2 separate regions of the Hordeum vulgare genome follow, and region 1 is linked to region 2. The links are chromatin contacts, called in public Hi-C maps. All regions are on one chromosome and are shown on one strand. Each heading gives the region's core, a stretch centred on a gene start, on an enhancer-like site or on the middle of the called end of the contact. The rest is flanking DNA. Distances are from core to core; before and after follow the strand shown.

Evidence for each region. Hi-C and Micro-C count contacts between places; a contact is called where the count stands out from the background.
Region 1: a contact with region 2 is called in a Hi-C map of seedling, with 7 times the contacts expected there. The contact joins the promoter of LOC123401100 here to the enhancer-like site in region 2. A contact is called at or near these places in 3 of 6 Hi-C or Micro-C datasets (leaf and seedling).

What each region holds. Positions count from the first base shown.
Region 1 is chr6H:104,353,575-104,360,388 of MorexV3_pseudomolecules_assembly, reverse strand. It overlaps LOC123401100 (thiosulfate/3-mercaptopyruvate sulfurtransferase 1, mitochondrial-like), which reads right to left and starts at 2,428. Exons shown (of 11, transcript XM_045094822.1): 1 at 2,127-2,428; 2 at 1,775-1,834; 3 at 1,626-1,688; 4 at 1,326-1,450; 5 at 607-769; 6 at 465-524; 7 at 137-195. The coding sequence starts at 2,195. It overlaps LOC123402181 (biotin--protein ligase 2-like), which reads right to left. Exons shown (of 9, transcript XM_045096061.1): 1 at 6,788-6,814; 2 at 6,618-6,679; 3 at 5,916-6,064; 4 at 5,674-5,794; 5 at 5,419-5,574; 6 at 5,184-5,229; 7 at 4,942-5,008; 8 at 4,792-4,868; 9 at 4,107-4,645. The coding sequence ends at 4,600.
Region 2 is chr6H:103,391,909-103,398,973 of MorexV3_pseudomolecules_assembly, reverse strand. No RefSeq gene overlaps it. Among protein-coding and RNA genes, the nearest start is that of TRNAK-UUU, 52 kb to the right of the region's middle. Within about 2 kb of position 4,238, at least 3 of the 3 cell types and tissues checked have open chromatin away from gene starts, as enhancers often do. A contact at or near this core is called in leaf and seedling, where this site is marked.

The DNA of each region.
Region 1 (6,814 bases), core at 1,179-3,678, 960 kb before region 2:
GCTACATTTTTTTTTCTGGAACAGGCACCAAAACATTTGTGGTTTTGTCTTAGATGGAGAACGCCAAGATGGCACAATTTTTTACAGCTGAAAACAGCTTAAGCTAGCAAACAGTTAAAAGAAAGAAATAGGTTACCTGCCCTTTACTCGGGCATCAACTACTTGGTGAGCCTTAGCAGCTACATTGTGTTTGACCTGTTACACAGACAGAACGGCTCAACATACATGTGGATAATCAAGAAGGTGTGTCACTGAGTAACATCATCTTCATATTATTTTCAATTTTAAACAAGGTAAAATATTTTCAGGATAGTTAAAAGAAAGATCATGAGATACGACCAATCCCAACTAACACTGATGTGAAGCAATTCGTGATCTTAGGTTTTCAGGTATCTATATGGATTCAAGAAAGTTTTCAGGTAAAACGAAGTGACTTAGGTTTTCAGTTAAGATAGAGAGCTGACCTTTTCTAGTGTCCACAATAGCTGATGTCGAAACTGTGTCTGAAATGTGACAGCATTTGCCTGCAGAAAATGAAACCGTGATTACTGAGTAAGAAAAAGAGTTGGCAGTAAGATAGCAATACCATCTTATGAGATATCTTACCAATTCACCATTATAAGCTGTTTCAACAGCACTATTAGCAGCTTTGGATTTCAGAACTGCATCATCAGGGCAGCTGCTTCCAATATTGAATCCAGAAGCTTGCCACTGAGGGAAACCTCCATCTAAGACCCAAACTTTATCATGTCCAAGAATTCTGAACATCCTTTTAGTTGACAAGTACACATAAAATCCATCAAATATTGTATCTAGAGGTAGAAAATGTTACTTGAATAAGGCAGAGAATGACATCCGGAATTATTGCCAGGTAAACTTTGAAGTGTGTGTCTGGATTTATTCGTTCATTCCGTTAATCTTTTGCTGAATATGTAAACTGATTCATTTTGTTTTCCGAACACACGAAAAATGGATAAAACCATGACATTGCAGCATTTAAATTTGAGGCGCAATACCCTTTCCCCATAATCTGAAGCCATGACACTGTATCTTCCCATTGCATGCAAAAATCATCCTTTTTATCTCATGACCAGAGCTTTAATTAGTACTTGAAGTGCGCTATCATTAGTATATCGGGTTGATAAAGTAATCAACGTGTATGGATGTGAGATACTGTAAAAGAGTAAGAAGGTACCTTTACATGCAATAAAAATACTATATCAACATGAATTTGAACATCTTATGTTATATACAGCTCTTTGTGCACTAGAAAAAGTTAATTTCAGTCATTCTGTTGAACTCAACTGAAGCAGCGCGCTGCTTACCACCAAACACGAGGCGCGCTGTAGAACCCCTTCCCATCATAAACAATGACTTTGTCATGGTTACTGATGCCAAGTGCAGAAATCGCTGCCGCGAATGCCTCTTCCGATGGCAGCATGTGTGGCAACTGAAAATAATTGCATCCATTAAAAGTAAGTCACATATCTATTTTCATAGACATACAATGAAAGACTGAAGACAGAAAATCATTGCAGCAGGCCAACTGCCAAAGGTCCAAAAAAACGTCGATTCAAACAATGGCGCAAGCGACAAGGGGATTAATATCTGGAGGCAATTCTCACATGAGTCGTCCGATCAGAAATTCCATCGATGTCGAAGTAGAGCGCGCCAGGAATGTGGGCCACCTGAGCATATCTGAACATCTTAGCCGGGAGAAACATTGGCACAAAAGGGGTGAAGAGTTTACAGCAAAGCTGATCCATAAAGAAACCTGGTATTCTTGCCATGCATCCCTGCTCTCGTGTGGCATGTACCAGGAAGCATCCAGTATCTGAACCAAGCAGTCAAATGTGTTGTCAAAAACAGCACAGGTTCCTGTGCCCCCTTAATATTTTCTTGGGCACAACAACAATGATAGGAAAACAACATGACAGGGAGTAGAATAACAGTGGTAAATACTAATCAAGTCTCAGTTGCTTCTCATGGGGATAAATAAACTGGATGATGAGAAATCAAGAACATGCTGCTGCTGTTACTGCTTCTGAAACGCTGGCGAAAAAAGGAGGTAATATATCCTCCGGAATCGAAGGGGAAAACGTGAGGCGGATGAGAGATTCTTTCACCTTGATGTCGGGCTGGCCTAGGTGCTGCTGCAGCCACTGTGCAGACACAACGGAATCGTCCTGCGCCATTGGCCGCCTCTGCTGCAAGAGCTGAGGTGAAGCGACGGAGGGCAAGAGCAGGGATTGGAAAGCGGAGCTTGCAGTTGCAGGTCAACGAATGCAAAGCAAAGTTTTTTCCTTTTTAAAGCAGGGGGGCAAGAAAATTGGGGGCTCGCCTTGGTTGTCCTGAGGAACCTGTATTTCCGGGAAGGTGGGATATAGCCGCCGGAGCCGATTTGGACTCGTGAGGTTCGCAGCTGCCGGAGATGGAGCTAAACCTCAGCGAGAAAAATATATACTCGTATAGATCTGGTCCGTTCCTTGTCGATCCGATGTCCCACACGGCGGGTTTCCAGATCTTTTTTCCGCTGAAATCTGTTTTTTAACAGACACTCCACCTCATTTGAATATAATATACTCCTATATGACTATGCTAACTTCCAATCGACTAGACGTTAAGCAACGGATCCATACACCCCAACTAATCATTTCTTTCTAACTAACCATTTGTCTAATTTTACCTTTTCTAATTCTAACCACTCGACTAATCATGTCTACGGGGAGGAAGAGTATAACATGTTCCATCTGATTCATGCATGCATGCACATTAATAGATAAAATAGAGGATATTGGTAAAAGATTCTCTTCATTTTAAAACTTCAAAATACTTTGTAGCTTAAACCATCGTTTCGATTAAAAAATTACTTTTACATAAAAGAATCCTCGCGACGAGATCTTCAAAACTACTCCGCATGATTTTGCTAGTTTGATATTTTTCAGTCGACCTGAAGGTCAACATGGGATCTAGTTTTAGGGTGTGTTTGGTTGCAGGGATATCCTTTCAGGGACAAGGATAACCACTTTTTTCTGTGGTTGCCATGCGTTTGGATCTGGGACGAGGAGGGATAGAGTCAACCAGATGCTGGAAATATTCTTCAAAAAAAGGGATGTGGCCAACCGCCAAAAATGGACGGGCGGTGGCAACCACTCTGAGGCGGTCGGCGCGGCCGGCGCGGGAGGAGGCCGGCGCGGCAGGATCCATCCTCCCAACCAAACAAAAAAAGGATAACCCTACCCTTACAACCAAACAAAAAAAGGGCTATCCCCAGCCACCTGATTAGGGATATCCACAACCACCCTAGGCTATCCCTCCAACCAAACACACCCTTAAGGTCTCGTCGCGATAAATCTTTTATGTGAAAATATATTTTTAATCAGAGCGATGGTTTAGGCTACAAAGTATTTTGAAGTTTTAAAATAAAAAGAATCTTTTGCCGATATCTTCTGTTTTGTCTATTAATGTACATGCATGCATGAATCAAAATGAATGTGGCATGCTCTTCCTCCGTCATAGACACGATTAGTCGAGTGATTGGAATTAGAAAAGATAAAATTAGACAAGTGATTAGTTAGAAAGAAGTGATTAGTCGAGGTGGTGTGCGTATCTGTTGCTTAACGTCCAGTCGACTGGTTGCTTAACGTCCAGTCGACTGGATGTTAGTACAGTTCTTTTCTTTCTTATGTAAACAATGAATTTTATTTGAGCAGGGCTTTGGCAGCAAACAAAGAACAGAAAGCCGAGTGCAATCCGGCACCTCCAGTTTAGACAAGACGTTCCGAACATGACAATTTTTCTCCATTTGTTAGGCTTCCCTTGATTGGCTACGAGAAAATCTGTTGAGGTATCTTTTGAACCTTCAAATCTTGGATTGTTTTCTGAGTGATGAAGTCAATAGTGCAAACAATAACCAAAAAAATAAAATAAAAAAATAGAACGAAACATGAATCAGTGCGATGGACCTTTCACAAAACTGAATTTCCTCTTCCTTTTCCGGACGCTGAAGCTCGATACGGAACAGAAGAAGCAGAAAGAGCTTCGCACAAATCAAAGGTTAGTTCAGCAGTTTGGAACCTCCACAAAAAAAGGTTCAACTCTTTTTCTAAAAAAAAAGGCATAGCTCAGCTCTTGCACTCATTTCAACCTCCACAAAAACTGCGCTCAATGTAGTTTTTACAGTAACTCACAGACTCAGCCCTTGTTACAGACACACAAGCATACAGAGCACACCGTTTTCAAACTAAAATAACCTTGGACTGTCTTCAGAGATTCTGCCCTTTTCCTACAGTTCTTTCACTCGGTTCGCTCCTGATTTGTCGGCCCATGCTAAATTCAGATTCAGCAAAGTCCTGTGCCTCAGCCTCCAGGCCTGGCTCATGAATTCCTCATGTCCCGCAGGATCCCGTCAAGGGCATTATATTTGAACAGGTGGTCCGTGCAGTAGCGCTGAGTTTGTAACAGCTTCAGTTGAGGCCAGCTTCGCATAGTTTTTTTTTTTTTTTTGAGAAACCAGCTTCCCATAAGTAATCTGCCATGAGAAGATAACTCTGATATCTCTGGAGAACAAGATTTGTGTCTATGATAACTGTCAACGCGCTATGCATCCATCTTTCTCCTCACCAACCCTGTGAAGAAATCAAAGCTGCAACACAGGAAATTGCGTCAGAAATCAAAGATGGTATGTGGCACACCATTACGTTCTTGACAGACACATTATATATGGTATACGATGGATATAAAGTAATTATAACGACAAAAATGTTGGTGATGGATACAAAATTGCATTACCTGTTACCATCAGGGTGCAGCTCATAGCTTTTGCCGTCCTCTCCAACGGCATATAAATAGCCACTTGGAGTTAGCCCCTGAAACAATTTAGTTGGTGGTCAGAGAAGAGAAAACGTCTAATCATCAATCCTAGTTAAGTTCTCTCCATACCTTAACCGTGACCACACTGTTCACAGACTGGCCTTCGTTCGCATCCTGTACGACAACTCTTTGGCCACTACATGGCAGTGAAGGTTCAGTTAGTACGATGAAACGACGTAAACCGAGAACATATGGAACACCATATTGGAAAAAAAAAATCAAAGTCAAATGGTAGCAGATAAATACTACACTTTAGTAGGAAATTTGGTCATGGAAGACCAACAAACCAATATCGAGATAATACTCCGTACCTGTGAAGCCATGAGTTGTAGTATTGCTCCTCGAGGGCCTGAAATCCTGAAGTGAAGATGGAGAATATTATTGTACCAAATGCACCACAAAATGTTAGAAAAATCAGCTTAATTTGCAAACATCACTCACTAGAGCAAAGTAAATTTATCTACAAAAGTTCACTACGCCCATAGCGTGAGCATAATGCTCATATATTTTTTATCTCAAGAAGAGAAACTATTGACACAAATTTACCTTGATTTGAGAAAATATCAAAAAGAACTTCAAATTTGTTGAAGAATGATGCTAGTATGTCTTCTCGTTTAAGTCTTGGTGAATTAGCCTTTAGTTCCTGGAGTGCAGCGTTCAAACATGTAGTAGGCTTTTCATTGCCCACATTTAAACCAATACCTGAAGAGGATAAAGGAATCCAAGTTTTCATAACGAATGACTTTCTGGTATTATATAATCCTCGGTGTTTAGTATCAACAGCATTTGAAACATGCTTACCAGTGCAAATATTGTAGACTTTCGGCTCATATGATGAGGTACAAAGAATACCACCAACTTTTAACCCCTTCAGATATAGATCATTAGGCCACTTTATCCTTACATCTAGCTCTGGAAGTCCCTGGGTGTTATCGCATAGATAGTACAGGATGTCATGACAAAGAAATTAGCCTATTGAAATATCATAGTGCAATCAGTAACAGTGAATATCACATATGTGCAAGTACTTCGTAAACTCTCACCTTAGCACAACACAAATCTTTGATGGCTTCGGTCATGGCAAGGCAAACGACATATTGCATAAGGGGAAGTTTGCGTGCATCATTCATCTGTGATGTAAACGAGAACATGAGACAACCTGGAGGTGATTCCCACACATTCTTCGATCTTCCTGCAAAGTCGTTGGTAGAAGGTCAAACACTAACGAGCCCTGCTCAATTAAGCATACAAAAACAATGAATTTCTAGAACCATAGAAGGTGGAATCAACTTAAAATAAAAGTTTGGCCGAAGTTGTCAAACTACAATCAGAAGATCTACAAATGGTAGAAAGCATCTACTCCGTATTTGTGAAACTACACTTTTCACCAAGACAAATTTGAAAAAACCTGTTCATCGCATACATGCCATGGGTCATTATTTTCTCAACAATTGACTACTTTTTTAACCATCGTCCATCAGATTCAGATACATCAGATAGACCATTTAAGGATCCAAATTCACTCAACAAATTTGCTATTTCTCGAATTACTTATCCCATACAGCATGCAGCAACTTCAGGTCTTCAGTAGCATCAACTGAACATACAACAAACGAGACAGCATAATTCATATATCTACCCACCAAAGTGACAGACACTGGTCACCGAGATTGAAAAATCAACAGAACTAAAACACACCAAAAGCGACAAAAACAAACATTAATTGGCATACATATTTGCCGCACCTCTGCCTTTGAACTGCACGTCTGTGACGCACACGACGCCTACCGGAAGCTTGGCGAAGTTCCTGCACGCAGACGCAAAAAGCAAGCCCAATTTGAGCGATTCAAGCCCAAATTCATCGTCTCTTTCTTTTTCTGAAGCGAGACTCTGAAGAGCAAATTCTTGTACTCACTGCGTCACGAGGTCGTGCGTGGACGCC
Region 2 (7,065 bases), core at 2,989-5,488:
GTGTTTTTCAGTTTGCTTCACATATACAGTCAGTAGTAATTATTTGAAAACTGGATGTTTTGGAGCACTTTTTGCGTTGATATGATTCAGACTGTTAGTGGATTTGTGAACCTCTGGCTTTGGTGTGAGGAATTATGTTCCTTTTGGTAATCCACTCATACGTTATGACTGAATTTTGCTGATGTATTTCGTTGAATTTTGATACTTGGTTTGTTGGTTCAGTGTATGACAAACATTGATCAAACAGTTCTTAACCCATTTCTGTAAACAGTTCCAACCGATAGTTAAAGGATTGGTTTAGTTCAGTTTGGGTAAGAAAAGTAGCGGGTTTGGTTTTGGTTGGGTTTCATGCTAGCTCATGTGGGTTTGGTTTAGGTTTTCCTGTGGGTTTGGTTGAGGTACGATTCAGGTACCCAACCATTCTCAGATTTAGGTTTTACTAGATGGTTTCGCTTTCTAACCGAAAAAACCAAATGCTAAATGATTTCTACAATTGGAAACTAAAATTGAAACCGTAACCTGAAAAAGCCAAAATTTTGGTTCCATTTGGTTTTCTGGTTTGGTTTTTGTTTTTTGGTTCGGTTTTGCACACACCGACGGCGCACTAGCGCCTGATGCCACAACCTCCTTTTTCTGATTTTTTTTTCACGTTTCTTGTTTTCTTTTTTTCTTTTCTTTTTTATGTTCCTTTATACTTTAAATATTTTAAATACATTTTCTTTGTTTCAAAATAAGTGTCGCAAACTTAACATTAAATTAATACAAATTTTGTATTAGACCAGCGACACTTATTTTAAGACGGAGGAAGTATATACTATAAAAACACTTTTCAGAAAACATTTATAAATTGTTGAACAACTATTTAAATAATGTTCAACAAATATTTGCAAAACAACTAAACAGGTATTTAAAAAATATTGATCTTATATTTAGAAATGGTGAAAAAGTATTTTAAAAATAACGAAAAAGTATTTGAAACAATATTGATTATGTATATGAAATTTAGGACAAGTATTAGAAAAATATTAAATAAGTATTTTTTGGAACAATTATTTAAAAGGAAAACAAAAAGGAAACAAACTAAACCAAACAAAAAGGAAAGTGAAAAAAACAAAGGAAATCAAAAACAACAAAATAAAGGGAGGATACCCGGCTTGACTCGCTTCAAGTAGCATGCACCCCCTTCACTTACGTGAATAGTAGCTTGGTGTGGTGGCTACCTGTGCTTGCTTCTTGCAGGGATGGATCACTCGTAGAACCAAGTAGTTAGACCATCTCTAACAGCTGCCCTATACAGAGCAGTGTTGCAAAAAACCTGTCATATAGGATAAAAAAGTCTAAAAACGGTCTCCAACAGCTGCCCTATTTTGGGCATTTGTCAAAAAATATTAGGGCAGTGATCTATATTTTGCCCAAGTATTGTAAATATGGGGCAGCTAGCCAACTGCCCCATATTTTCTGGCCACGCGCGCATCCAACTACCGGAAGCTTCCCGCCCCGCCGCGCGCCAATAAATTCCCACCCCAGCCGCGCGCTGCCGCATCAAATTCGCCGCCGCCCGTCCACCTCCCGCCGCGCCAACCACCCGCCGCCGTTCCCCCTCCCCCCCAATCGCCATCCCCAGCCCCCAATCCCCCCCCCCCCCCGCCGCCGCCGTTCCCCCTCTTCCGCCATGGCACCGCACCTTCGCCCGAGCTCCGGCTTCTTTGGCGTGCGGGAGCGCCCCTCCGGCCAATTTGCGGCGGAGATCACCGCCGACGGAGTTCGGTGGTGGATAGGGACATTCGACTCCGCCGAGCTCGCCGCACGCGCGTACGATGCGGCGGCGATACGATTCGGCCGGTCGCGGCGGGACCTCAACTTCCTCGACACCGAACGCAAATACGCGTTGTGACTGGCGCCGCCGATGCACTTCGTCGACGTGACGGACGGGCACGAGCAGCGCTGCCAACAGCGGCGCGAGCGCGCGAACCTGCGGGCGGTGCAGATCGACGAGCTCCGCATGGAGACGCTCCGCCACGACCACCCCGAGCTCGTGCAGGCGGAGCTCGACTTCTCCGCCGGGCGAAAGAAGAAGAAGGCCGCCGCCGCCCGAGCCGACGGTGCGGGGCCGTCCGCTCCACTGCCGCCGCCGCCGAACCGCATCAATGTCGGGTCCTCGTCGTCGTCGTCGTCGCTCGGTTCCTCGTTCTGGGACTCCGACTCCGACGCGCACGTCCTGGACTAGGCGCCGCCGCCGATTAGTCGTCGTTAGGTTAAAATTAGGTTTGATTTTATCGCCGTTCTGTTGTTCGTCTGTTGAACTTGTATCTGCTATTTGTCGAAATATAGCCGTATGAGTTTAAATTTTGCGTTGGAGATGCATTTGGGGCAGCTGTTGGAGCAACGCACTGCCCTATCTTGGGCTGTCGGTAAATCAACAGATGTTTAGATGTCCTATACTGTGATTTTGGCTGCCCTATAATCAAAAAATTGATGCCCTATCTTGGGCAGCTGTTAGAGATGCTCTTAGGGAGCATTACTACGCAAGTCTCCCAACAATCATTCTTACGTGTCATCATTTGACGCATTTTTAATCGTTGACACGTGTCGTGTTTTGAGTGTTTTTTATGATTTTCTTTTTATTTTCTTACCTGGTTTTTGGCTTTTTAGATTGTTTTTTTTTGTGTTTCAGTTTTTCATCGGTATTGCTTAGCTTTTCGAAGTAAAAAAATAACTTAATTTTACGTGAAAAAATGTGATTTCTATTTTTTTTGCGAGATACACAATTTTGCTTCCGTAAGAGGCACGATTTTGCTTTCGCGAGAGGAATGGTCATGTCTCTCATAAACAAAACAAAAATGTATTCTGTTTTGTTGCGATAGGCACGGTTTTGTTTTCACGAATGTCTCTCGGAAACAGGAAAACGTCTTTTTTGTTTTTTATGAGAGTCACGGTTTTGCTTCCATGAAAAAAAAGTATTATCTGCTTTTTTTCGCGAGAGGCATGATTTTTCTTACGCGAGAGACACTATTTTGCTTCTGCATCGGCTCCAAAAAAATGTGTTTTCTATTTTTTTTATTTCTATCATGAGAGGCATGGTTTTGACCCTTATTTTTTAGTCCGGATATCTTCGTGAAAAAAAGTTCATCAAAACCTATCAACATGGGATCTAATTTTGAAGATCTCGATGCGAGAAATCGAACGATGTAAATGGTTTGATATTTGGATGCATACTTTAAGAGATAAAATATTAAAAAAAACAGATCTACGAAAAAATGAAAAAACTCTCAGGTTGCGACAAGTGACACACATGCAGTACGCCATTTATTGCAACCTGAATAAGGAAAAATGATCTTAAAAAGAAGTACTCTTCAATTAATAATTTTGATCCCTCGTGCTCTCCTTTTTTCTCCCTTTTTTTTCTTTAACTGAGCGTGAAGTGGGCCCGCCCAAATACTGTGCCTCATCTTTTATATCTGGCTGAATGCAATAAATAGTCGCCGCACAGTTTGGCGCTTACTATCGTTAAATTGGGATTCCCCAAGAAATAGCAGCCTCCGTGGGCTAACTCTCCCAAAGTCCAGTTTATAAAGGGCTAGCGATGGCCTTTTCGGATTGAGGTGGAATTGGCGCAGATAACCAATACGTTATTCCAATGTTCGGAACCGGGTAGGGGGGAGCTCCTGTGTGACGCCTTCAGCGCCACTTCGAAAACCGGCGCCTGTATTGCACCTCCTCGTGGGCCGGCCCATGTAAAATGTGGTTGGCCATTAAAAAATCGAAAAAGTTCACAGAATTTTACAAAGTTTAAATTTGCGAAAAAAGTTCATTGATTGTGAAAAAAAGTTCACCGATTATAAAAATATATTTATAGATTTTCAAAAAGTTGAAAGAATTCTAAAGAAATCATCGATTTTGAAAAAAAGTTCATCATTTTTTTGAAAAAGTTCATAGATTTCGCAAAAGTTCACGAATTTTGAAATATGTTCACAGATTTTCGAAAAAGTTCTCCCACTTAAAAAATAAATTCATCGATTTTCAAAACGCTCACCAATTTTCAAAAAGTTCATCATTTTGAAAAAAAGTTCACGGACTAAAACACATACAAGATCTCCAGATGGGCTGGGCCATCACGAAAGCGTTTCAGACCTCGGTTAGCAAAATTTCACTATATACGATGCATGTGGCCCTAAATAGAATATTCCCTTCCTATGTCTCGCTTTAAGCGAGCACAAGGGAAGCCTCGTGTAAGCGGGAGCACAGATGGACCGGCCTAGCTGATTGGGAAACTGCGGCCTTTTTTCTTTTATTTTTCTGTTCCTTTTTTCTCTTTATTTTTTTTACCCTTTTTACTATAAAATATTCTACATATATATGCAAAAACAAATATTTAGAACATGTTTGAAAAATGCTGAAAAGTATTGCAAAAATATCAAATAAGTACTAAAATATGATAAATAATTATTAGTAAATGTTGAACGAGTATTTGAAATTTTTGAAGAAATACTAAAAATGTTGAAAAAGTATTTAACAAATGTTGAATGAGTATTAAATTTTTTGAATAAGTATTAAATACTCCCTCCATTCAAAAATAAATGTCTTAACTTTGTACTAGCTTTAATACAAAATTATACTACGCTTGAGACAGTTATTTTGGAACGGAGGGAGTATGTTGAACAAGTATTTGAAAATGTTGAACAAATACCAAAAATGTATAAAAAGTATTTAAAAATGGTGAATGGATATTTTAAAAATGTTGAACATAGATATAAACAATGTTGAATAAGCTATCAGACAATGTTGAACGTGTATACAAAAAAATAAACACTTATTAAAAAATATTTTTGACATATAGGAAAATGTAGAATGAAAACGAAAACAAACATGAGATAAAAAGGTAAAATAAAAAAGAAAACCAAAAAAATGGAGAAGAGAAAAATAAAACCAAACAAGAACAAAAGAAATGGAGAAAAGAAAATATCAAAGAAAACCAAGTAAAAATGAACAAAAAAAAAAGGAAAAAATGTAAAAATAGGAAAAGAAAGCAAACATAGTAAAATCCGGCTTATTTATCTTTTGATTGGGGGCACTTTATATATTGAACAACAAATTGACTTTGGCGGGGTGTTTGATGGTGTTGGGAAGCAACTAGTCGATACAAGGTTCGATCCCCTCTAGCTTCATTTTAACTTAGTTTTTCCAAAAATACGTATCAGAGTCGACCGCGCCGATATTGTAGCGTTCTATGCGAACGCTGCCACTTTGATCACTTACAATATCTTCAGCCGTTCGCCCCCAAGGACTTGAAATAGCGCCGCTTGGGGGGCTTATCGGCGATATATTCGTCGCGCGCGCGGGGGGGGGGGGGTGGGGGGTTCTCGCTAGCCCCCCAAGTTCGGGCCAACTTAGGCTCAAATTGGGCACACTTCGACACAAATTCAACAAAAATATTTTTTATCGAATCAGTACAAAAAAAATAGTTTTACGAAGCAAACGCATAATTCAAACACAAACTAAAACACATCTAACTAGGCGTTGCCCTTGAACCTCGACAGGTGCTCCACCAGATCGTGCTGCAGTTCTTGATGCACATGGGGATCTCGGATCCCCTCACGCATACTGAGGAAGGCAGCCCATGCTACCGGTACGTGGTGATCAACAGGTGCAAAAGGACCCTGTGTGAAATATGGTTCAATGTCAAAAACTAGCTCTTCCTACTCGCTCTCAATGATCATGTTGTGCAAGATGACACATCAACTCATCACCTCCCACATTTGAGATTTCAACCAGGTCAGAGCGGTGTACCGTACAATAGCAAATCGGGATTGAAGCACACCAAATGCTCGTTCAACATCCTTCCTGCAAGCCTCCTCACACTTAGAAAAGTAGGAGTTCTTGCCTCCTCGCACAAGGTTTGAGATAGTCTTCATAGTTGTAGACCATCTCGGATAGATGTCATCTTGTAGATAGTATCCCTTGTTGTAGTGGCGCCATTGACCTCGAAGTTCATCGAAGGAGCATGACCTTCAACAAGCTTGTCAAAGACATTCGAGCACTGCAGTACAATGATGTCATTGTGAGTTCCTCGCATACCAAAGGAGTGCCAAATCCAGAGGTCCTCTGTGGCCACTGCCTCAGGTACCACATTGCAACCTCCATTGGCGCCTTTGAACATGCCCTGCCAAGCAAATGGATAGTTTTTCCATGCCCAATGCATGCACTTGATGCTTCCAAGCATACCAGAAAATCCTCTTGCCACATTATGTGCTAGGATCCAAGCAGTGTCTTTAGCATTGGGTGATTGCAAGTATTGTGGTTCAAACACTGCAGCCACTGCTGTGCAGAACTTGTACACACACTCAATGATGGTGGACTCGACCATGCGTTCATAGTCTTCATGTATATCAACGGGACCTCCGTATGCAAGCATCCCCATAGCCGTCGTGCACTTCTAGAGTGAGAAGAATCCAACTGTGTCGGTGCAATCCTTCTTGCAAATGAAATAGTTGTCGAACTCCCAAATGGCATTCTCCATCCCGAGGAAGAGCTTCTGGCTCATCCGATAACGGCGTCAGAATATTTTCTCACCGTTCAGAGGAGCGTCGGCGAAGTACTTGGTGTAGAGGAATGAATAGCCCTTCATTTGATGTCCATGCTTACTCTTACAGCGACCCAATGTCGAGCCACCTCGTCGTGGCTTTGCATTGTTCGCGAACAAACCGACCAGAGCGGCAAGGATCACGAGGTGCTCTTTGTCGTCGATATCGGCCTCGGCTTTCCCCTTCATCAGAGACACGAACGTGTCACGCCCATGATACGACCCTATCCTCAATTTGGCACGAGGGCCTCGTCAGGGATAGAAGCGCATCTCGTCGTGTCGCAAGAATGGATATCGTTACAAGTACATGTACTGAAAAGAAGAGATATATAAATAGAATTGGCTTACACTCGCCACAAGCTACATCAGAGTCACAGCAGTACAATGCATAATCATCAAGAATAAGAGCAGGGTCCGACTACGGACGAAAACAAACGAGAAAAGAACAACGACGTCCATCCTTGCTATCCCAGGCTGCCGGCCTG